Regions from separate parts of the Mus musculus genome. Here all the other regions are linked to region 1. Evidence: chromatin contacts called from public HiChIP or PLAC-seq and promoter capture Hi-C data. All regions are on one chromosome and are shown on one strand. The core of a region is the stretch at or near the end of the contact, and the rest is flanking DNA. Distances in the headings are between cores, read along the strand shown. Region 1 holds the start of Castor2 (cytosolic arginine sensor for mTORC1 subunit 2). Region 2 holds the start of Galnt17 (polypeptide N-acetylgalactosaminyltransferase 17). Region 3 overlaps Auts2 (autism susceptibility candidate 2). Region 4 overlaps Auts2 (autism susceptibility candidate 2). Region 5 overlaps Auts2 (autism susceptibility candidate 2). Region 6 overlaps Auts2 (autism susceptibility candidate 2). Region 7 overlaps Auts2 (autism susceptibility candidate 2).

Evidence for each region. Promoter capture Hi-C pulls out the DNA fragments that hold promoters and counts their contacts. HiChIP or PLAC-seq counts read pairs in DNA pulled down with a chosen protein or histone mark.
Region 2: a contact with region 1 is called in a promoter capture Hi-C map of hippocampal neurons, with 11 times the contacts expected there. The contact joins the promoter of Galnt17 here to the promoter of Castor2 in region 1. A contact is called at or near these places in 2 of 39 promoter capture datasets (cranial neural crest and hippocampal neurons).
Region 3: a contact with region 1 is called in an H3K27ac HiChIP or PLAC-seq map of epiblast stem cells, with 18 times the contacts expected there. The contact joins the enhancer-like site here to the promoter of Castor2 in region 1. A contact is called at or near these places in 10 of 39 promoter capture datasets (the 3T3-L1 cell line, the C10 cell line, cranial neural crest and 7 more) and 2 of 115 datasets of contacts at active chromatin or transcription factors (embryonic forebrain and epiblast stem cells).
Region 4: a contact with region 1 is called in an H3K4me3 HiChIP or PLAC-seq map of neural tube, with 13 times the contacts expected there. The contact joins the enhancer-like site here to the promoter of Castor2 in region 1. A contact is called at or near these places in 5 of 39 promoter capture datasets (the C10 cell line, cranial neural crest, liver and 1 more) and 3 of 115 datasets of contacts at active chromatin or transcription factors (embryonic forebrain, embryonic limb bud and neural tube).
Region 5: a contact with region 1 is called in a promoter capture Hi-C map of second pharyngeal arch cranial neural crest. The contact joins the enhancer-like site here to the promoter of Castor2 in region 1. A contact is called at or near these places in 8 of 39 promoter capture datasets (the C10 cell line, cranial neural crest, frontonasal cranial neural crest and 5 more) and 1 of 115 datasets of contacts at active chromatin or transcription factors (embryonic forebrain).
Region 6: an H3K4me3 HiChIP or PLAC-seq map of embryonic forebrain shows a contact between it and region 1, with 11 times the contacts expected there. The contact joins the enhancer-like site here to the promoter of Castor2 in region 1. A contact is called at or near these places in 5 of 39 promoter capture datasets (the C10 cell line, cranial neural crest, hippocampal neurons and 2 more) and 3 of 115 datasets of contacts at active chromatin or transcription factors (astrocytes, embryonic forebrain and neural tube).
Region 7: an H3K4me3 HiChIP or PLAC-seq map of embryonic forebrain shows a contact between it and region 1, with 11 times the contacts expected there. The contact joins the enhancer-like site here to the promoter of Castor2 in region 1. A contact is called at or near these places in 3 of 39 promoter capture datasets (the C10 cell line, liver and pre-B cells) and 2 of 115 datasets of contacts at active chromatin or transcription factors (embryonic forebrain and forebrain).

Annotation. Positions count from the first base shown.
Region 1 is chr5:134,098,013-134,101,168 of GRCm38.p6, reverse strand. Castor2 (cytosolic arginine sensor for mTORC1 subunit 2) reads right to left here and starts at 1,421. Exons shown (of 9, transcript NM_030719.3): 1 at 1,018-1,421. The coding sequence starts at 1,130. It overlaps Gm15627 (predicted gene 15627), which reads left to right and starts at 1,528. Exons shown (of 2, transcript NR_166664.1): 1 at 1,528-2,043; 2 at 2,404-2,757.
Region 2 is chr5:131,305,822-131,308,977 of GRCm38.p6, reverse strand. It overlaps Galnt17 (polypeptide N-acetylgalactosaminyltransferase 17), which reads left to right and starts at 1,456. Exons shown (of 11, transcript NM_145218.3): 1 at 1,456-2,615. The coding sequence starts at 2,378.
Region 3 is chr5:131,525,542-131,528,697 of GRCm38.p6, reverse strand. All of the region lies in intron 6 of Auts2 (autism susceptibility candidate 2), which reads left to right. Among named protein-coding and RNA genes, the nearest start is that of Gm29681, 110 kb to the right of the region's middle. Within about 2 kb of position 1,552, at least 22 of the 459 cell types and tissues checked have an H3K27ac peak or open chromatin away from gene starts, as enhancers often do. A contact at or near this core is called in epiblast stem cells, second pharyngeal arch cranial neural crest and trophoblast stem cells, where this site is marked.
Region 4 is chr5:131,598,963-131,602,118 of GRCm38.p6, reverse strand. The region is part of intron 5 of Auts2 (autism susceptibility candidate 2); the gene reads left to right. Among named protein-coding and RNA genes, the nearest start is that of Gm29681, 190 kb to the right of the region's middle. Within about 2 kb of position 1,523, at least 134 of the 459 cell types and tissues checked have an H3K27ac peak or open chromatin away from gene starts, as enhancers often do. A contact at or near this core is called in neural tube, where this site is marked.
Region 5 is chr5:131,646,025-131,649,180 of GRCm38.p6, reverse strand. The region is part of intron 5 of Auts2 (autism susceptibility candidate 2); the gene reads left to right. Among named protein-coding and RNA genes, the nearest start is that of 4930563F08Rik, 230 kb to the left of the region's middle. Within about 2 kb of position 1,445, at least 68 of the 459 cell types and tissues checked have an H3K27ac peak or open chromatin away from gene starts, as enhancers often do. A contact at or near this core is called in second pharyngeal arch cranial neural crest, where this site is marked.
Region 6 is chr5:131,801,002-131,804,157 of GRCm38.p6, reverse strand. All of the region lies in intron 4 of Auts2 (autism susceptibility candidate 2), which reads left to right. Among named protein-coding and RNA genes, the nearest start is that of 4930563F08Rik, 78 kb to the left of the region's middle. Within about 2 kb of position 1,732, at least 19 of the 459 cell types and tissues checked have an H3K27ac peak or open chromatin away from gene starts, as enhancers often do. A contact at or near this core is called in embryonic forebrain, where this site is marked.
Region 7 is chr5:131,823,133-131,826,288 of GRCm38.p6, reverse strand. All of the region lies in intron 4 of Auts2 (autism susceptibility candidate 2), which reads left to right. Among named protein-coding and RNA genes, the nearest start is that of 4930563F08Rik, 56 kb to the left of the region's middle. Within about 2 kb of position 1,473, at least 37 of the 459 cell types and tissues checked have an H3K27ac peak or open chromatin away from gene starts, as enhancers often do. A contact at or near this core is called in embryonic forebrain and forebrain, where this site is marked.

The DNA.
Region 1 (3,156 bases), core at 172-2,671:
ATCCCCCTCCCCCCCTCCCCCCAAACCAGACCCATCATAATGGTAAGTGAATGGTAAGGGGTTTGAGTCAATGGTAGCTTGCTCCAATTCCCACTGCATAAGGGGAAATGGGCAATGAAAAGAAAAGGTAGTCTGACTAATCTAACAGGAGTTTATGAAGTCAAACACATCCAGCAACGGGAAAAAAAAAAAATCTAAGATTAAAAAAAAATATTTTTTTTCTTCTTTTTCTTCTTACCTCCCAAGGCCTTCCACTATTTTTCTCCCCCTGGAACATCCAAGCCCAGGTTCCAGGCAGATCCATCAACACGTCTGCTCCTCCCCTTCCATGGTTCAAAATCCCCCCCCCCCCCCACTTCGCTGGACCCCCAAAGAGAAAAGAAATCAGCGACCCTGGCCCTGCTGCCCCTCCCCCGCTGCCTGCACCTCTTCTCCCCTCGCAGGCACCTGGAGATAAACATCTACTAATGATTTTATGATATTTCTGTTCTGGGGTAGACCGACCTCAGCGCCATCCCTCCCCGCTTGCCAATGGCTACAGGGGGGCCGGCCCAACTGGGAGGAGGGTAGTGGTGGTGGTGGTGGTGGTGGATGGATGGGGGGATGGGGCGTGTTTAGTTTGTAAATTTCCTCCTCCAGATCCCCACACCTGTTTTTCATTCATTCATTCGTTCATTCATTCATTCACGGATGCATCATAGAGGCCATTTAGGGAGGTTACTCGGGATCTCGGGGAAGGGACTGAGACGGGAGGGGGGGGTGTTGGGTGTTGGTGGCAGCAGTTGGAGGCGCAGTGGGGTGGGGGCTTCTGGGTGGAGGGGACCCCCACTAGAGAGCACAGGGGTGGCTTTGTCCGATGCAGGAGAATGGCAGAGATTAGGGGGGGATGAAGTTGTTTTGCACTGCGTCCCCCCGGGGTGCGCCTCTTTGTCTGTCCCGGGGCTGGTACCATGAGCCCCCCCCGACACCCCCCCCCCCCGTCAGCCATCCCCTCGCCCCTTACTCTCTTTCTCTCACCTGGTCTTGGAAGACAGGAAGGCAAGTTTGATGAGGCCGTAGGTGAAGAGCGGGATACTCTCCTTGGCGACGCTGGCAACTTGCAGCCGGTGTTCCAGAATGTGCAGTTCCATCGTCCGCCCAGGGCTCCTCCACGGCGGATCATCCGCGGTGGCCCGAGTTGGGGGGGGGGGGACGGGGACGAGCCGCGGCCCCCGCCCCCTGTGCGCCCCAAGCCGTGGGGCAACCGGCCCAGGGAAGGGGGCCCGGAGCTCGATGCCGGGTTGATTCGTACTCGAGCCAGAAAAAGGAAGCTTGGCAAGTTGCAAAAAAAGGAGGCCTGGGGAGGACCTGCGGGGTGCAGCAAGCTACGGGGTGGACAAGCAAACAGCGCCCGGCTGAGCGCGGCGCCCGGCGCAGCAGCAGCTGGTGTTCGCTGTAACAAACAACTTGCCACTCAAACGCCGGGCCCGTGATGCGCAGGCGCCAGCCGGGAGGCCACGCAATGCCAATCGGGATTTGTAGTCCGCGCGCGCGCTTTTACGCGGCCCTCCCCCCAACCCCCCGGACTACTCCAGCTTGCTGATGTCAAGCCAGGGGGGCTGGGCTGCTGCGCCACGGTGCCCTGGGAATGCAAGATTTCGGGGTTCCCCAGGGACACAGAGGAACCCGATGGGACATATAGGGAATTTGGAGCGGATTTAAGCTTAGATGCATGCTCTTTAATCGCTCAAACTCAGGATTAGGTACTTTCTTTGGGGTGTCAATCGAGAACCCCTTTCCTCAACAAGCAACTCCAGCGTTGGAAAAGGCCTGATCCTGCCAGAGGAGAGATTTAGAGGAATCGGTGATTGTCGTTCAGGGAAGGAAAGCAAAAGAAGAGTTGGGTTAGATAGAGAAGGGTGCCGGCTTCCTTGGAAAAGGGTGCTGGGGGCTGAATGAGAGCACGCAGGCAGGGGGAGGGGGGCGCTCAGAGGGAGAGCTGCGCGGCCTTCCAGGCAGAAGGAACACCGTGTCCAAACGCACAGAAGCGTGAAAGCCCCCACGGTACTGTGTTTGGCTTTGTTGCTGCGGAAAATGTGAGGGAGGATAGAGATAAGGCAGGCACGGGAACCAGGACCCGGGTCTCCGGGATCATGGGTGCAAAGCTGCTGAAGTAACTGTGGATCTGGGAGGGTGGAGGGGTAAGGGGGAGCGGGAGGGGGTTACCGGGGTGAGGTGGAGAGCGGAACTGAATCTGAATGAGAGTTATCCTTAGTGTTTCTAACCCCAGGCTTGAGTGCTGTATGGGGGACCTGTTTAGCAAATATTCTGCCCGCCCCTCCCGCCCCTCTCCCTTTCATGGCTGACTAGGTTTTGAAATCCTCTAGGTTAAAGTTACTGACTAGTGCTTTTGCCCTTTGGCAGAGTGCTTTGACGTTGTGGTGGGTCAAGTCTACCTGACGAGGCGAACAGGGAACTCTTCGGGGAGAAAATCCTGCCTGTCAATCTCATATTCTCAGTTCCCTTCTATCAGATGGGGGCTTATTGTGCTGCCTCATACCCACTAAAGGGCGTGAAACCCAGAATTCTCACTATGTCTTTTAATGTAGTTAAAGATTGGGCCTTCGAGATGGCTCAGTGGGTAAAGACGCTGCCAAGTTTGCTGACCTGAGTTCGATCTTCTGGACCTTGGAAGGAGAGAATGGAACCCTGCAGGTTGTTCCTCTGATTTGTACATGCGTGCACACACGTAATTTCAATAAATAACTGATAGCTCTATTTTTCTTTTGTTTTGAGACAGAGTCTCGTTTATCTCATGTTATCCTTCATCAAGTCTATCTATAGTTGAAGATAACCTTGAACTTCTGATCTTTTCGCCTCCATTTCGGTTGCCTGTACAGAGCCACATCTGGTTTATGCTGTGGTGGGGATGGAACCCAGAGCTTTGTACATAGTAGGCAGACAGTCTTAACACTCAAGTACTCCCAGCCTTCTTTTTCTTTACTTTTAACTAAAAACTTAATAGAAAAAAACCCCATAATTTTGTGTATATAGGTGTTTTCCCTGTATGTATGTATGCATGTATGTATGTATGTATGAATGTGTGTGTCACAAGCATGCTTGGTGCCCAGGGCACTCAGAAGACAGTGTCAGACCCTCTTGAACTGGAGTTAGTTA
Region 2 (3,156 bases), core at 207-2,706, 2.8 Mb after region 1:
GACTGCAATCCTAGTATTTGGGAGGTGAAGTTAAGAGATCAGGAATCATCAGTTAGGGGCTAACTAGCCTAGGCTAACTGAGATGGCATAAACAAAGGAACACTAAAATCTCCATCAAGGTCCAAACAAACAAAAGCAAACAAGAAAACACTTCGTTCCCTTTTAAAAGAAACCCAACCAATCTAACCTGGAACTTACTTTATAGACAAGGATGCTTGTGAGTCTCTGATCTTCCTGCCTCTACCTTCCAAGTGCTGGGATTATAGGCTTGCCACCAGCAAGCCTGGCTGTGAAGAGCTGGAGGTGGGGGGTGGGGTGGGAATATCCAGTTGAGGTCTAGGCAAGCACTCAACTTCAGCTCAACAGCTTAACTACATCCCATCTCCAAACCCCCAAACCCGAACATGCCCCCTGAACCGCCCCCCTTCCATGCTCCAACCAAAAGCTTAAATCTAAGTCAACCAAACAAAACTAACCAATGAACAACAGCAACAAACTTTAATCGGATGGGAAGAATGAAGTGGGAGTCCCTGAATTCACTCAGCTGATTCTTATCTGCTGGCAGTCTGGTTTCTTTCTCTGGCCTAAGCAATTAAAAAAAAAAAAAAATTAGAGGGCAGGTTTGGATTCCAGTCTTTGGAACTCCTGGGTCTCAGGAAAAGAAGTAGGTTGTGGAGACCCATCAGGGCCATAAATCCAAGTGCATGGCACCAAAATAAGAGTTTACAGAGTAGGGGCAAGCACAGAAGCACCAACTAAGATGGTCAGAACTCTCCCAGGGCTCAAGCAAGAAGGACACAGGGCCTTGCTCTGAAAGTAGCGGAATCCGAGTCTCCAGGCCAGATTTTCCCTCTAGCCATTCCGGGCCAAGCTAAGCAGAGCAGCTAAGCCAAGAGAAAGGGATGTCTTCCTCGTCTGCCGGGATGGAACAAACCCGGCTGCTTAGAGAGCGCTGAGAACCCCAAGGGTCCCTCACAGCCCTTAGCAGCCAACAGGACATGACTGCTCTTGGTCCGGCGCGCTCCCCGCTCTCTCCAGACACCCCCACCCTTTCCGGGTGCGCGCGCAAGAGTGGGCCAGCTTCCCCTAGCTGTGCGCTCCGCAGCCTGCGGGTGGCAGCGGCGTTGGCGACTGGCTCTCAGGGAAGAGGGTGACCAAGGGACCGCGAAGGAGGAGTCGGCGCCGCAGCCGCTCCCCTCGGGACCGCGCCCCGCCTTCCGTCGCCACCTGAGCATCCCCTCTTGGCTCCCAGCTGCTCCAATCTATCCCACCATTCCCTCTAGGGGACCGTGTGTACTCTTAGTGCCGCAGCCGCGGTGTCATTGCATCCGGTGATCGGGACACTCGGATCTTGGTTCCCTTGGGGGCTTGGGACGAGCTGCACGGGCCGTGGTGACAGGCTGCGGGGGCGCCAGCGCGCATCCCTCCCCCGCGACATTTAGAAAGGCGTGTAGACAACTGGTGTGACTTTGGAGGTCCGACTCCTCCTTCCGGCCAGCCTCGCAACGCGCCACCTCCCGAGACAAGCCAGTGTGTCCGGCAGGCCCCGGAGGCTCGTGTAGGGACTTGGAACGTGTCCGGGAACCCGTGGCGCTGTGCGCACTGGTGAGTTTTGCGGGCGGGGTGGGGGCGGAGAGGACGTCGCGCTGGGTCCCTGCTCCCGCCCCTTTCCTGCTGTCCCCCCCTCCACTTTGAGAGAGTCATTGAGATTTGAGCGTGACTGCGGAGCCTGGAGGATGCAGGCACGGGGCGCGGGGTTTTCCTCTTCTCAGAGTGATGGAGAGAGCCGGTGAGCTGAACAAAGACACCCGCCCTGAGGAGCGGGTCCTTTGCTGAAGAACTCTATTTTCGCCCTGCGACGGCCGCCTGCGGGCGAGAGTGTCGGCCGCGCAACTCCAGGAGTGGCGCGCTCTTCCGCCGGCGGGCGCAGAGCTGGAGCCCGGCACCTGCGCGCCACTCCCGCCACATCCCCAGAGCATTCCGACTACCAAAGGATTGTTCCTGAAGGTCTACGTCTGCGGAGGAGGTCCAAAGTCTAAAGGCAACCTGTTTGCTGTTCTACAGGGAGAGACCCTGGGACCTTTATCTTTTGCTGTCTTGTAGAAGGGACTGCGTGCTGTGGACGGAGCAGGCATTTCAGAGACACTTTTGCAAGCCAGGGGCTTCCATGTGAGAGATCAGCCGCGTCCTTCCAGTGGTTACTGGCGCCAGAGAATCGGCGTTTTGTGGTCAACAGCAGCTGGGACCCCCAGCCCTTTGCCCCCTCCCTCGGCCATTGTTCGGTGTGTGGGGTCTACTCCGTCTCAGGCTGCCCTGCGCCTCGCAGGTGAGGCTGGTAGAGGCGTGGGTCCAGGGAAAGGACCGGCCGTGTTGTTTGATGGCTTCACTGAGGAGAGTCAAAGTGTTGTTGGTGTTGAACTTGATCGCGGTGGCCGGCTTCGTGATCTTTTTGGCTAAGTGTCGGCCTATCGCGGTGCGCAGCGGAGACGCCTTCCACGAGATCCGGCCTCGCGCAGAGGTGGCCAACCTCAGCGCGCACAGCGCCAGCCCCATCCAGGATGCGGTCCTGAAGCGCTTGTCGCTGCTGGAGGACATCGTCTACAGGCAGCTTAATGGTAAGGACGTGCCCTGCCGCCTGTGGGTCGTGGTGCAAGCAGGGCACAGGGTGATCTCCCTGGCTCTCTGTATCCTAAGCTGACATCTGAACCAGCCCGATCTCTCTCTTCCATCCCTGCCCTGTGCCTGGGACTATTGTAGAAACCACCACCGGATTCTTTTTCATGATATACTGCAGCTGGAAGTTTGGTCTTCCTCTAGAAACCTGCCACTACAGTCGACTCTTGGTCTCTGCTCGTGACTCCAGCTTAGAACATACTGCAGACTGGGAACCTCTAGAAAGGAAATAGCTGTCAGTTCATGGTGTTTGATGGAGGAGCTGGTAGGGAAGTGGGTGTCATGGCTTGCAAAGTGAGGGCTCGAGTAAATACATTATTCCTTTAGGTTGATTGCATCACTAAGAATGCAGACTCTTTCCTCCCCACTGCCTGGGTGCAAGGTGGTCTATTAACAACCAGTCTACTCCCGAACCTCGTGGCAATCGAGGGTCAAGTTCTTAGTGGGTCTGGGAAGCAGGGGTTTGTTCACAAAGTTAAGCCA
Region 3 (3,156 bases), core at 303-2,802, 2.6 Mb after region 1:
GTTTTCCATTTGGGTTTGCCATAATACAACAGTCCCACAACGTAGACTTATATCCTGCTAGGGAATATCCCCTGAGCTAGTTTAAAGAGAAGCAGAGGGTCTCTAAGGGTATCTGCGAGGGTGGTGATGGGGAATAATCTAGAGAGGATAGAAGTCTTCAAATCCTGTGGTGAACACAGCTTGTCTTCAGGGAAGTGAAGGAACAAGGACCATCATCTATTATTGAGACAGACTCCCACTTCGTCTCCAAGACCGAGCATGGAGAGTTCTCATGGACGTTGTTTATCAAGTAAAATGCATGCCCACCCTGAGCTCTGGGTGGACCTCATCAAGCTTTCCCCTACAGTTTATAGGGACATACTTGGGCTTGGGGAGGAGTGGGAGCATAAACAGATGGACACAGGATTGAGTACTGTAGTGGTTTAAATGAGAAGTACACCCATTTTTAGTACTTGGTCACCAGTTGGTCGCACTCTTTAGGGAAGCATAAGGGGTGTGGCCTTGTTACAGGAAATACATCACTAGGGGCCTCTCAGATTAAAAACCTAGTGCCACTTCTGGTTAGGGCTGTCTTGTCTGAAGCTTATGGCAAAGGATGTGATCTCTTAGCCTCCTGCTTTGGTCACCGAGCCAGCTGCTTACAGCCATGCCTCTTCACACAGGATGACTCTCATTTTTCTAGAACCTGGAACCCAAATAAACTCTTCTACATGGCCTTGGTCATGGTGTTAATTCAAAGCAACAGAAAAGTAACTAATACAGGTTTGTTGAGTGTTTGGGCAATATGTTTTTTATCAACATCACTGCCTGAGATCTGAGGAGTTGATGAGAGGAGAAACTGATTACCCAAACATGTTGCTGGGGTGTGGGGGGTGTGGCTTAATGGGAGTAGAGCAGTGCTTACTGGTAGCCCTGGTTTCTCTTCATGGCGCTGCATAAACCAGACGTGGTGGTGCACACCTGTAATCCCAGGGCTCTAGAGGTGGTAGAGGCAGGAGGATCAGAAGTCCAAGGTCACCTTCTGCAATATGAGTTACATAGTGAGATCAAAGCCAGCCAGAGGGCCTGTCTCAAAAAACCGAAAAACAAAGGTATTGCAAGCAACGTCAGGTCTAGTAACTTGTTTAATAGCAACAATGTCAACTGTTTTTGCTAGCTTTGAAGGGAAAGGATTTCTTGGTTTGAATACAAAGAAGGTAACATTGAATACAAAAAAGGCAATATTGTCTCTTGAGAAAAGTCGCTCTCCTAAAGCATTTCTACACCTAAAACTAATGCAGTTGACTGTGGTATAGCTTAAGGAGGGAAGTGTGGTTTAGATTTAATATCCCTTTATATGAACACAAGGAGCCCATTTTACAGCCTCTTGTGGTGTCTTGCATTTTGTGTAAGGTAGATTGTTGTGTCAAGCCCAGACCTGATTCTTGTCACAGGAAACTGAGCCAGTTTTAGCCTCTGCAGATTAGTTCTATTTTTTATCGACTCTTAAATCCCAGATAAGGAAAAGGTAGAATATTGTTCATTTTTTATTTTTCTCCCTCTGGGATTGTGTGTGTGTGTGTGTGTGGGTGTGTATGTGTGTGTGTGCTGCTTCAGAGCTGGCTTTCTTGGGGCTTTGAGAGATAGAAATGTCTTACATGTGGAGAATTAAATAGTGTTGAAGGGTAATTGGTGCTTGATGTGAGACAAAGGAGTTAGAAGTAGTTCCTTCTTCTCCCAACCCATACCACAAATAGCACGCAATCAGGCCCCCTTTGTCATGGAAATTGGCCTTCCTATGGAAATCTGACTCTCACACACAGAAGCTGTTGTATAGAATTATTCCTGGAGAATTCTGGGAAACAGATGCCTTGTCCTGTGAGTGTAAAATTACCCAGCAGAGACCAGAAATATTCCACGTGGCGAGAAAGTGCTTCTCTCTGGATTCACAAGTGTGTATACACATGTGGAAGCCAGATGTCCTGCTGAGTAGTCTTCCTTGACCATTTTTTTTTTTTTAACCTTATAGTGTGAGGTCAGCTTTCTTTCTCCCTGACACTGGAGCTCAGATTAGGCTAGCTGGCTGGGGCCCCTCTCCTGTCTTCATTTTCCTAGTGCTGGAATTACAGGTGTGCATGTGGGCTGCCAGGAATAGTTTTTGATTTTGTGGATGTGAGTTTGAGGATCAAACTCAGGTTTTCCTACCTGTGCAATAAACACTTTAGCTACAGCCCGGCCTCCTTACTGAGTACATTCATCCATGGCCTTCTAAGGGACGTGTGGGACACATGTTGGAGGAATAGAGGCAAGAATTGAGTTTTAAGATGTTGAGAGCATCTGACATGATTTTAGTTGTATTTGAGGGTTCAGCATTGGCCATCTTGCCACTTTTCCAGAAGGAAGGAGGAAGAGACCAGCGCTTCCCGCCCCCCCCCCCACCCCCCATCCTGAATGTCCCTGTGACCACTTGGGAAATGTTTGCTATGTAACGTGTTGTGTCTGCGAGTGCATACAGAGTATATGTGCACTTGTGTCCAGCATCTTTCTCAGTTGCTCTCCATTGTAGGTTTTGAGGCATGGTGTCTCACTGAACCTGTGTGCAGTGACTGCTTAGTGATCCCCAAAGGATCCACCAGTCTCTGCCTCCCAGTGCTGGGATTGTAGATCACTTCAGCACACTTGAATCTGACCCCTGGGCTGTGTTTGCTTCTGTGTAAACACTTTGCTGACTGAGCCATCATCTCTCCAGCCTCAAACTAGATTCTTTTCATGGATGTTTCTAAACAGATATGCTGATTGATTTCTGAGCCCACTAGAAAGCCCTTCACTTCCTTTATTGGGTGACCTCTGTATCCTTTGTCTGAAATCGTTTCCCATATACCCAGTGGTTTTCAGAGAAAAGCTTGAATGTTCTGCAAGCCCCTTTCAGTCCATCAGTGGGTATGTGTATGTAGTGTTTCCTTTAGACATTGGTCTGGTGTCTGGGTGTCTGGGTGTGAGAGGAATACATTCACATAGGCCATTGTGATAGCAATTATTACAACTAAAACACCAAGTCTGTGTTGTAGACCTGCAGCGAGAGGGGTTAGCCACCAAAGCCGCCTGCTCTTTAAGTGAGGCTTTCTAACACATTGTTCCGCCCCAGGCTGGGTTTCCTTCATTCAGGAAGCCCTTGGG
Region 4 (3,156 bases), core at 274-2,773, 2.5 Mb after region 1:
CCCAAGCTGAGGACATCAAAGGCAGGACCCCACAAGAGCTGACAGGGAGGGCTTACGAGGGCTGTTGGGCCAGCTAAGTCCCATAGTGGCGGTGTTGACCCCAGAGGTGTACAGAGAGCCAGCAGGGAGAGAGAGCTTCTTGCTAACTCTACAGGGCATAGAGGCCATAGTCAGAGCAAGGACAGTAGCAATGGGTTTACAAACAGGAAGGAAAAGAAAATGCAGGAGTTGTACATGCAAGAGAAGCTGGGCTGCAGAGATGGCTCAGTGAGTACAAAGGGCTTGCAGTACAAACATTGAGGAGCCTGGTTCAGATCCCCAGACCTAGGGGAAACACTGGGCACAGTGCTGGAAAGGCACAGCTAGCCAGATTGCTGGGGCTCACCGGTCCTCCAGCACAGCCAATCAGTAAGCCAACTTTCAGAGAAAGACTTTGTCTCAAAAAAATGAGACAATTGAGGGAGACACCTATAACCAGCCTCAGGCCTCCATACCCAGGCGTGAGCTCCACACGCCACACGGTTCGCAAGCGCTCACACACACTGATCGATATAAGAAAGTAATCTCTTCGGTTCCTTGGAGTATTCTAGTCAACCATCGGAGGCCTTTGTAGGAAGATTCGGCTTGGTTGGATGGCCTGTCTGGGTGTTCCATACCCATAGCCCTGCATTAACACGCACTCACACACGCTGGGTTTTAGATCACTGGCCAAGTGGTCCCTTGGAAAGTGGCAGAGTTACCAGTCTCTATATGAGCCATAACACATCCCAAACACAGGCTGCAATCATCATTGGTCAGCTGGATAGCAGACTAGCCATGGACTTAAGCAAGTGAAGGAAACCATCTTTGGTTTTTGATGTAGATTAGTTTCAGGTCAGAGATTAAAAATGGCTGGAAAAAAACAAAAAACAAAACAAAAACTACCTGTCCTCCCACAGCCAATTGTGTTGCCAAAATCCCACCCAACTTCCACATATGCTAATCTATAGTTCTCTCAGAAATTCCTCTGGGTGAACTGGGGGGGGGGGGGGGGAAGAAATGATCAATTTAATTTCTCAGTCTAATGAACTGGTCTTATACATAAAAATTTAAATGACTTTTTTTTTTTATGAAAGTGGAGACCAACATCAGTGATGCAGCCACCACTGTCTCCATGACAACGTCTCGAATGTGGCAGTCCATGTGACTTCACAGTCCACAGGCCCTTGAAATGAAGCAAAGGAAAGTTTTAGTTGCCCTTCTGAAATTGCAGGAGGCTCTGGGGATGTCTGAGACGGGGCTGAATAGGAGTCGGTGTCTAGTGTGGATAGGCAGTGTGCACTTCGGAGGTATTCCTCTTACTCTGCCTGTGTAGAGTGAAGTCTGCCATAGAGAGATCATTTTCCTGCTTGGCTCAGGGCTCTGAGCCAGTTGCTGGCTGTGGAGGAGGCGGGGCCTTTGTCCTCTCTTCTGCTCCCATGCCCTGCCACCCCCGCTGGCCTGCTTAGCCCCAGTCTGACACATCACAGCCTATTAGTGCTGATGCGGGGTTGTGATGTGCCTCTCCTTGGGGAGTCCGCGGCAGAACTGAACAAAGTCCTTGGTAATCTGTGCTTACGGCTTGCCCCCTGGGGAGAAAGGCCCGCCAGCTGGCACTCTCCTGCAGAACACATCACTTCCCCTGGCAGCAGCAAAGGCAGCCTGGCAGGGGGCCCAGAGGCCAGTGGTTTGCAGGGCCAAACTGCCAGGCAGCTCACCTATAGATCCCACACGTTGCTCCCTGCCCTCGAGACAGGAGACTGGCCAACCTCACAGTGCGACTTCAGACCATCTACTTGGTCCTTTCCAGGCAACCATGGTGGCTGTCTTAGAACAGCCTCCACTGTGAGTAGACATGAGGCCTTTTTCTTCTTTCTGTTTTTCCCAGACTTTCAGTAGATAACACAGAGTACAGCCCTGTGTAGTGGGAAGGAAATAATGCACCTGGGTCTGAGGACAGGGTGGCATAAGAAGACTCCATGGTATATGTGTGCATATACCATGCATATACCTGTGCATGTGTGTGAGTGCGTGTATGCACACACATTAAATGTCTGGAGAGAGGCTGAGGTGATTGCTCGCTCACCTAGCATGCAGGAAGCCTAAGCTTCCATCCCCAGCATGGTAGCAGGACACATTTGTGGAGGCAGAAAGATCAGAACTTCAAGGTCATCCTCAGCTAAGCATCAAGTTCATGGCAAGTCCATCTTCTTCACCAGGAGTGTGCGTGACTCTTGGTTCGCATAGGCAAAGGTCAGTTAGGCCTTTTTGCAGCAATATCCAGTGATCGTAATGAAAGCCTGGGGCCAGTAGAAATGGCAGAGTGATATTAGAAATATCTCTCACCAGAAGATATGTAATGTATTTAATGCAGATATTTCTCCATAAGGAAAAGGAAAACTAGCTTCTCTCTGCCTTGAGACTTCTTGATTCCATTTATCTGAGTCCACTGGGGATGTGAAGAGTACAGCATTGTTATTAGTTCCTGCTAATAGCAAGCATGTTCTAGGCTCTGGGTCCTGAGCTAGGTTTTCAAACTCTGGTTTTGGGTTTCATTTGGTTTGGTTTGTGGTCCAGAGTAAAAGCTCATGTCATTAGAATAACATACTCCCCAAGCAAGAAAAATTCCCTGCAAACTTAGACTAGAGAGACCTGAGAATGTCTTCAGTTGGGCAGCAGGACTGGTCAGAGAGAGAGTGGCAGGGTTGTTAACGGTCACAAAGGAAGTCTCAAGACCCAAGGTTAAGAGCAGAGATGTGTTAGAGAAATGGCTTAGCAGTTAAGAGTGCTTAGTACCCTTGCAGAGGACCTGAGTTTGGTTCCCAACACCCACAGAGTGGCTCATGACTACCTGGAACTCCAGTTCCAGAGGAACCCAGTGCCACCTCTGGCCTCCCCTCCCTGCACAGAGATGATATACATAACCTCCTACCTGCAGACTAACCTAAGTAAAAGAAATATGTCTCTTAAAAAATAAGAGAATGTTTGTGCCCAGATACAGGCTCTCCATTAGAGAACAGGGACAAAGAAGACCACCCAGAGGTAGCCATGGTATGATGAGGGCTCTGGGTAACATTAGAATCCTTTCAGCCCCTAACTGACTTCTTGTGATTCCAGCCTTGAAAGGAAGTCTAATAG
Region 5 (3,156 bases), core at 196-2,695, 2.5 Mb after region 1:
ACTCCATCCTTACTCCACTGGTTCTCAACCTGTGGGTCATGACCCCTTCAGAGTTTGAACCACCCCACAGAGGTGGCATATCTGATATCCTGGATACTAGATATTTATATTATGATTCATAACAGTAGCAAAATTACAGTTACGAAGTAGCAGTGGAAATAATGTTATGATTTGGGGTCACCACAACACGAGGAACTGTATTGAAGGGTGACAACATTAGGAAGGGTGGGAACCACTGCCTTACCCAGGCTGTTTTGTTGGATTCTCTCTTACTGCTTTCCTTTGTTGCTCCTTCACTTTCTGCTTTTCCCACCCCTAGTCTAAGATTGAAAGCCAGGACTTTGTATATGCTCAGCCAGCACCATGTCACCGAATCATACTCTCAGCTCCTCACTGGAGAATTTCAGATAGACAGTCTACTACGGAACCAGTTCTCCAGGCCCTCACTGGAGGGTTCTGGGCAGGTGCTCTACCACTAAGCCACGCCCCCATCCCCTCCCTGGGGGATTCTAGGCAGGGGCTCTACCACTGAGCCACACCCCCAGCCCCTCCCTGGGGGATTCTAGGCAGGGGCTCTACCACTGAGCCACGCCCCCAGCCCCTCCCTGGGGGATTCTAGGCAGGGGCTCTACCACTGAGCCATACCAGCCCCACTTTCTTTCTTGATGACCTAAAAGCAAGTACTCCAGACCTTTGACAGTGCCTCTGTCCCAGTCTCCTGCCTGTGGGGGTCCTGCCTTGTGTCTTATTTCCCTCCCAGCTCCGTGAGGCCTCATGACCGTACTTGCTGAAAATTCCTGGAGATGTCAGCCTTCCTTGGCTGCTTTGCTTTTCTCCCACCCTGTAGATTCTTTAAAGTGACAAATCTCAGTACAAACATACAAGTATTCGATACATACTTGAAGGACCATAGTGTGCAGAAGGGCCAACTGTTTGATGATGGTATCGGGGCTGATTCAAACCCTTTGAGCTAGAAAGGAAATGTAGATTAAAGGGTTTAGGAGTAATCACAAATGAGCCTGAGTTTGTAGACACATTGGAAGAATTACCTCTGTGCAGATTCCTCTCACAGAGTTCATTTCCTCATGTGTTGAGAAATGCAGATGAGTATCAGCTTTGGCATCTGGTAAGGACATGAAAGGAGATCTGAAGGCAAGAGCCTCCCATGGTTCCTGGCAGAGAGATGGAATCTAGTGGGTATCCCTCTGTGTGCTCCACAGCCGCTGATTCTGTGGCAGGGAGTTTATGCAATCCCCATGATTTCCCAACTTACTGCTCCAGTAAATAAGGGGCTACATAAACAGACCTTGGCCCAGGGAAGGCGACTCACACGTTCACAGCTTCCTGCTTAGGGAATCCACGTGGAAATTGGGCTTCCATTTCTCAGCTTCTGTAGCAGAGCCTTGGGGAATTCTCTGGCCAGCTGCTGTGGGGTTAGTGTGGCTCATGAGGGGAGGAGGTGTCAGCCCTGGAAACTGCACAGGCCTCTGCTCCCAGCTCACGGGGCAGTCACATGCTGGGGCTGGGGCTGGGAGTGAAATAGCAGCTTGCAGAGCTTCCCCCCCTCCTCTCCTTGCGGAGCAGAGAGGTGGGATTTAGAGGGGACCTGACCTGTTAAGGACTGAGAGGGAAGCTAATGAACTGAGTCTGATACCGAGTGACTTTGGGGTTCCGTGGGGAGACTTGCCCATTTCATTTATTCTAGTACACTTTATAAAGCAGTTTCTATGTTTGTCAAAATTAGAGCTGATTTGGGGAGAAGGCAGGTGTGGGGGAAGTGAATTTTCTCTTGTTATGAGTTCTAGGCTCCCTGGAGTCATTTGGCCTGGCTCTGGGAGCCCAGAGAGAGCACAGAGGGCTTAGACACTCCTGTGATACACTCACTGGCTTGGGTTGATGCCAGGCCTGTGATCCAGGGCTGATACACAGAGGCAGGGGAGGGGGTATGAGAACTGCAGGGTCACCTTTGTGGATGGGAAAATTGTTCTAAGGAATTTTTTTGTTTTGTTTGTTTGTTTGTTTGTTTGTTTTGGTTTTTGGTTTTTGGTTTTTCAAGACAGGGTTTCTCTGTATAGCCCTGGCTGTCCTGGAACTCACTCTATAGACCAGGCTGGCCTCGAACTCAGAGATTCACCTGCCTCTGCCTCCCGAGTGCTGGGATTAAAGGTGTGCACCACCATGCCCGGCCACCATGTTGTCATTGTGATAGAGAGAATTACAATAGCACGTTCCATGTGCCTCCTGAAGGGTCCTGGCCAACCAAGTCTAGAAAAAGGCAGGGCTGAGGGTGGGTGGGAGGGGGCTAAAGAGAGGAAGCAGGAAAGGGGAGGAGGGGGTTGGATGGGACATGAAATATTGCTTAAAACATATCCCTAGACATAATAAAGTATTAAAGTGAAAATATCTCTCTCATTATATGCATTCCAAGCCTTATTATGGCATATGCAGAAGTGACTACAGGGCCGAGAGCTAACAATATCATGGACGAATCCCTATTATGCAAGAAAAGCTTTCTAGTCTCTTCCAGTGTCGGGATGTGGTGGTTGGTTTTCAGTAAAGGTCAGTGCCGGTGCCACACTGAATAGAGCTAAGAGTAGGGTTCGTTCTTTTGTGGACCACGGGCGCTGTTGGGGATTGATCTGAAAATCTGGTCTGTTGCAGGCCTTTGCTCTCAAGGGAGATTAATATTTTAGCTATTCCTTTTTGTTCAGGGCTTCTAAATGTATTTGGAATGAAAAGAAAGGTTAAAGAGGGGCTCTGGGACGGCTAGCTTCAGAGACTAGATCATTTCATGAAGGGAAATCAATTAAAAAAGGTTGACTGTGAACATCTATCCATTTAGCTTAGCCGCTATTGAATTTTCATGATGGACTTGGACTCTTTGGAGAGAACGAGAGTTAATGGCAATTGTTCCTTCCTCTTCAAAATTTATTATCTGGTTTATTCAATGGAAAACACTCCATCAAACTGGATAGAGGCCTTAGGCCTATTGATACATTTGCCTGTGTGGGGTTGGAATGGAGGGAGGGTTGTCACAGATGTCCGGCCTTTGAAGGAAAATTAAACAAGTATCTCATTACGGAATGCTTCAGTGGTCCCCGGAGGTGGTCACAGACGCAGCGGATTTAATGAGCTGGGAACGCCATCGCTGCCAAA
Region 6 (3,156 bases), core at 483-2,982, 2.3 Mb after region 1:
GAGAGACAGAGAGAGGGAAGATGCTCGAGGTAGCATTGCTTACCATGAAACTATATTTACGTGCTAAGACAAGCAATTGATGTTGTTCTATAAAATTTAGTAAACACCGCCTCCTTGCCCTTTCGAATGTCACTCAGAATCCAGAATCATGAAATTTTATAGTATTGCTGGTTAGAAAGGGGTCCCCACTGGGAGCAGATGCCAGCTCCGTCTTCATAGACGCAGAGAAAGTCCTGACATGTTTCATGCCGTTCATACGTGGAAGTCTGTGAAATGGAAAGGAAAACAGCTTTCTCTGTCAACCTGTCACTGATAGAAGCTTTTACATTCCATCAGAGTGACTAAACTTTAAAGCTGTTCTCCGGTGCTCAGTATCACTCAGAAGTCCCAAGTGTGATCAGATTGATAGCGCCCCAGCACATGATAGAAGACCAGAAGCATTCTGTGGCACGATATTAAAAATTCATTCCCAGACCCGATAAAGCGTGGTTGACAAAAGTGTGAGATGGAATGAGGTGGGGTGAACGTCTTCATGCTTTATTGCTCTTGATTTCTCTACACAAAATAAATAGACAGAATGAACTAAAAAAATCTCTTCTTTATGAAGGTGGGATCCTGGCAGCTGAAAGCCTGCTCATAAAAACCTTCTCTGCCACACAGAACCCAGCCGGTCTCGGCGTAGGAGACAGTGGGGATGGATGGCTGGTGTGCGTGTTCCTGTTGCAGACAGAGTGCATATGTAAAGCCTGCGTTCATGGGTTCGCTGGCACTCAAGATCTGAGAAAGAAGCCACTTGTCTTTCCACAATTTGGGGGAGGGGGAAAGGGAAATTAGGATGGTGGTTTTAGCTGTGGTGGTGGTTTGATGGCCGTTCTCCCCGCCAGAAAGGATTTAAAATAATACTTGGTTTTCCTGTGTGCCCTTTTCACCTGACATCTTGTTTTGAAAGAGAAAAAAAAATTGGGGAGAGTCAAGCTGCTGAGATGGCTTAGCAGGAAAGGCTCTTGTCACCAAGCCTATGACCTGAGCTGGATCCTTATGAACTCCATGGTAGAAAGAGAACTTGTTCTGACCTCTATACATACTGCCTAGCATCTAAACACATACATGTACATGCGCATGCACATGCACAAGAACATACACAGAGATGCACACACACACACACACACACACACACACACACACACACACACACACACACTGTTAATAAAGCCTTTAAAGGCATGACCAGCCCAACCTCTGATTTCATCTGTCTCCTTGGCCAGGACTAGCTGCACTTCTCTGACCCATTACCCCATCTTCCTTCTGTCCTCCTCCTTCTTGGGGGGTCACAGCCTGCCAGGAGCATTCACTGCCGTAGCAGGACAGAATGGCTCATTGGTTTCAGACATTAAGTTTTCTGCTGAAAGCCTGCTCGGAGCTGGTGTGACAAATGGATTTTACCTGCTGCTAGAGAATGAGTCTCTATCCCACCCGCCTGCTCACAAAAGCCCTATCCCCCACAATCTTGCAGAGCCCAACCCCAAGAGCAAGGAACAGAGATCTGCCCTGAGGCACCATCTGTTTCTGTCGGCAGATATGTTGGCCCCTCCAGTTGCATCTGCTGAGGAGAACTGTGAACTTGATGAGTTGTAGGGAGGCAATGTTTGGTCTTCCCCCAACCCCCCACCAGCCTCTCTGTTAGCCTTCCCTGACTGGGCTGCTGGGTTCATGGTGTGGATCTGCAGGAGCCGCCTCTCCGGCCTCATCTGTATCAATTGAAAATCAGTCACTGGGAGTGTGTAGCAGTTAACAGGGACCCCAGGCATGTCCCAGTGACATCAATCCTTCTTCTGTTTTGGTAGTTCAGGAAACAATTAAAAATCTGATGCATTCCAGGGAGGATTTCAAATAAATCAGCTGATAGCTGATACCGTGTAGCTTCTTGGTAGCAAAGCAAAATGAACATCCCAGCCGCATCTGTGTACAGTGCGCTGAAATAAAGAAATTAACCATGCATCACCTCCGATAGAGCAAGCAGCTGGCCTGTTCTGAACCTTTCCAAAGTACCCAAAAGCTACTGATTTGTTAAGTTGTCAGCCTCCTTATGGACATCAAGGCCTCCATGCATATGCCAAACATCAAGCTGGCCAAAAAGCAGTTAAGTTCTGGGATAATCCAGACACTGATTAAACGTAGCCAGGGCCGACCTGTTTTTTCAGAACAAAGCTGACATGGTGAGCTGGACACAGGGCTTAGAGAGGAGGTTGTGTAAGATGCAGGCTTGGAGTATGGAGGGATAGTACACCCATTAGGAGTCTACTGCTGTGACTGGAGAGGTGGCTGGACGGTTAAGAGCACTGTCTGCTCTTCAGAGGAACCAGCTTCAATTTCTAGCACCCACATGGCAGCTCACTGCTGTCAGCAACTTCAGTTCTAGGCAACCTGACGCCCTCATACAGATAGACTTACAGGCAAAACACCAATGCACATGAAATAAAAATAAGTAAATTTATAAAAAAAAAAAGCAGAACAAAAAACAGAAGTATATACTGCTCTTGTAAGAGAGCCAGGATGGGCAATTCACAGCAGCCGGTGACTCCAACTCCAAGGGGCCTGATACCTCTGGTCTCCGTGGACATGCACGCTCATGCATGGACATCCACACCGACCCTTAAAATAAATCTTTTAAAAAAACAAAATTGAAACACGTGAAAGTAGGATTGGCAGTGATCATAGTAAGAATGGCTGCCTGAGTTTGGTGATCTCAGAATACTAATGAGAAAAGTGCCCCCACTCTCCGTGGGCAGATGTGCTATTGTGGAACTTGTGTTAATTATCTTTAATTACAGTTCTTCCCACCTCAGCTTTCCCAGCATCCTCTTTGCACCTGTATTTGAAGGGATTTCAGGTCTTTTACAGTTTCCTGGGAAATAAGAACCAGCCTTCTTGTAGTGTTCTTTTTAAGTCGTGTGACATGCCAGGCAAGGAGATGTTGTGGGCCTGTGATCCAACCGTGGTGCCATCTGATGAGTTGGGAGGGTCCTTGAGCATTCTGGGTCAATCTGGGCTATAGAGTTGAGATTCGTATCAGTCTGGTCTACAGTATGAGCCCATGTCTTCGAAGGATAGCAAATGAATATGAAAGTCACAAAGATGAGCATACCCTTAAAAAAA
Region 7 (3,156 bases), core at 224-2,723, 2.3 Mb after region 1:
GCATTTAAGTGTGAGGTCCTGAGCTTGAATCCCCAGAACCCATGTAAAGCCAGATACAGTAGAAATGCATGTCAACTCCAGACCAATTAAAAAGCTGGGCAGTGGTGGCCCATGCCTGTAATCCCAGCACTTGGGAGGCAGAGGCAGGCAGATTTCTGAGTTCGAGCCTAGCCTGGTCTACAGAGTGAGTTCCAGGACAGCCAGGGCTACACAGAGAAACCCTGTCTCTAAAAACAAAACAAACAAACAAAAACAAACAAACAAACAAAGGGAGCCTGAGACAAGAAATTCCCATAAGCTTGTGGGACAAGCTAACTTGGTACACATGGAGGTGGGAAGCAAGAGACCCTGTCTCAAAGGAAGAAGATGATGGACTAACACCTGAAGTTGTCCTCTGATGCTCCAGTGTACTATAGCGTATGCACGCGCGCGCGCACACACACACACACACACACACACACACACACACACATACTTTAAAAAGAAGCTGTAGTGCATTTGTTTGACTACTTAGAACAGCCTTGCACCCCTTGCTTGTTACATAACCCACAGAGGGCTTATTCATTTAACTGTTGTTTTCTATCTTAGGAGAAACTAGCAGCAGAATTGTTCAGCACCTTGGAGGCATTCTTCACAGCACAGACCTCCTGCTATCACTAATTAGCCACAGCATTCCCCGCCCAAGCCCCTAGTCCATGTGTTGTGCAGAATAAAAAAGTCTGCTTTTCCTAGGTAAGGATGGTGCCTGCCTCTCGATCTAGGGATGACACCGAGCTTTAGGGTAGTGGGAGTTCTTGGAGGAGGCAGTGTGATGAAATGTGACCTCCACAGATCTTGAGTGACTGGCTGTTTGCAGCCTACTGTTCTGTGGGAAGCAGGATCTGCATCAGCAAGCATCTTTGGATGCTAACAAAATCCCCGGGCAGCTGAGAAGAAGCACTAGTGTATTATACTGGTCTGTTAACAATTGGCCCCAGGCACCCACCCTGAAGCCATTTGAGATAATGATGGGTGTGCACAATAGCCTGTGGTCTTCCATTAGGAAGAACAAAAGGAAGGAGTTGGGAAGAGCAGAGAGAAGGAAAGGGCAGAGAGAGAGGAAGAGAGGGAGGAAGAGAAAGAGAGAGGGGGGAGGGGAAGAAGGGGTGGAGCAAAAAATATGGGAGGAGGGAAGAGAAGGAAGGACAGAAGGAAGGAAGGGAGAATAAGAGAGGAAAAGAGAGGAGAGAGAGGTGGAAAGGAAGGAGAGAGGAAGGTAGAAGAAAAGAGAGGATGAGAAAAAGGGAAGGAGAGGTAAGAGTGAAATGGAAGGAAGAGGGAAAGGGAGAAAAGCAGAGGAAGGCAGGCAGGTCCTGATTCTGCATGCTTGTTGCTTGTCCCTGTGCAGTGAAGCTTGTCAGCAATACCCCCCACTGCCCCTTCCTGCTGCTCCTGCCAGGAGGACCAGCCAAGGCTTTTACGCAGGCGCTCACAGACGCCCCTGTTCCATGGCTCTGCCATTTGCTCAGTGGGGGGACGTTTTCTTAGCGGAGCAGCACACCGCTCTGCCTGAGGGATTGAGAACATATTGCTTGGCAGGTGGGCCCCGCTCAGACGCACTGACTGTTGTTTCAATGGTGACAGGGAACATACATCACGAGGGCCCATTATGCCAGTGTAAATCCATGGTAACCTGCTCAAAGGGCTGCAACCAACTAACAAAGTATTTGGGTCTTAATAGGTGATATTTTAAAGATACATAATTGGGATCTGGGAAGTAATGCTGTGTGTCAGGCCACTCTTTTAGTCATCTTAACAGAAGCTGGGCCTCCAGAACAATACCACTCTTGTGGAGCCATGAGCATAAAGATGACAGAGATGGAGTTCCAGCGCCTCTGTAGGCAGCTAGGTAGGCCATGGCTGTTGCCCAGATCTCACCCAGCAGGGAAAGCAGCCCTCAGTTCTGAGGCCTTCTCTCTATTCATTGGCACTCGACATTGATGGACAGAGAAACCCCTGGGATGCCAAGTGGATGATGTCAGAGTTCTCCACAGTTTCTCATGGGAGCCCAGTAGGACTGAGAGCTTGGTTTGGCATTAACTGGTGGGCAGGCTAGCCTCTAAGCAGACACCTAACGCCGTTATCAAGTGGAGATGGTAGGGACTAAGGAGATGGCTTGGTGCTGAAAGGGCTAACTGCTCTTGAAGAGTACCTGGGTTCCATTCTAGGCACCCTCGTGGCATCTTACAACCATCTATTTGTAACTACAGTTCCAGCAGATCCTTCATCCCTCTGACATTCATAGGCACCAAGCATGCACCTCATACACATTCATTCATTCATTCATTCATTCATTCATTCAGGGAAAACACTCATTCACATAAAAATGAACCTTTTTTTTTTTTTTAAAAAAGCAATGTCTCCATTTTCCCTGTAGAATCCAATAAGATACTGAAATATTAGTTATAATTAATCGTGTGTCTGTGTGTGTGTGTGTGTGTGTGTGTGTGTGTGTGTGTGTTGAGACAAGGTATCACTGTGCACCCCTGGCTGCCTTGGAACTTGCTCTGTAGACCAGGCTAACCTCGAACTTGTAGAGATCTGCCTGCCTCTGCTTCCCAAGTGCTGGCACTAAAGGTATGTACTACTATGCCAAGCTGTAAAACTTATAACTGGATTTAGAGTCATCTAGATGGTAACACCTCTGGGCTTGTCTCTTGAGGCTGTTTGCAGAGGTACCTCACAGAGGGAGGAGGACTTATCTTGCATGTTGGTGGCAGGTTGTGATCCTGGACTAGACGAAAAGGAAAGAAAGAGAAAATAACGTAAGGACCAGTATTTATCTGTCTCTGCTTCCTGCTCTGCCCAGATACAAACACTCCTGAAAACCGTGCCTTTCCTACCCGTACCATCTCAAACCCCAGTCAGGAATAAACCCTTTTTCACTTACATTTTCTCATCAGATAAATGTTCATAACAAGGAGAAAAGTAACCAGCATTGAGGTCCATGAACAAAATGTGAAGGCTGGGTGTGTTCCCGTGGGAAGGAGGTCCACCTGGCTGGCAGCAACATGGAGAAGTCTGTCCACCATACCTGTTTCCAGGAGACAAACTCTCCCAGAGTTTTCGGAATAGAGTGTCAGTGGTACTTTTTGTACACATCCCTACAGGGGTTGT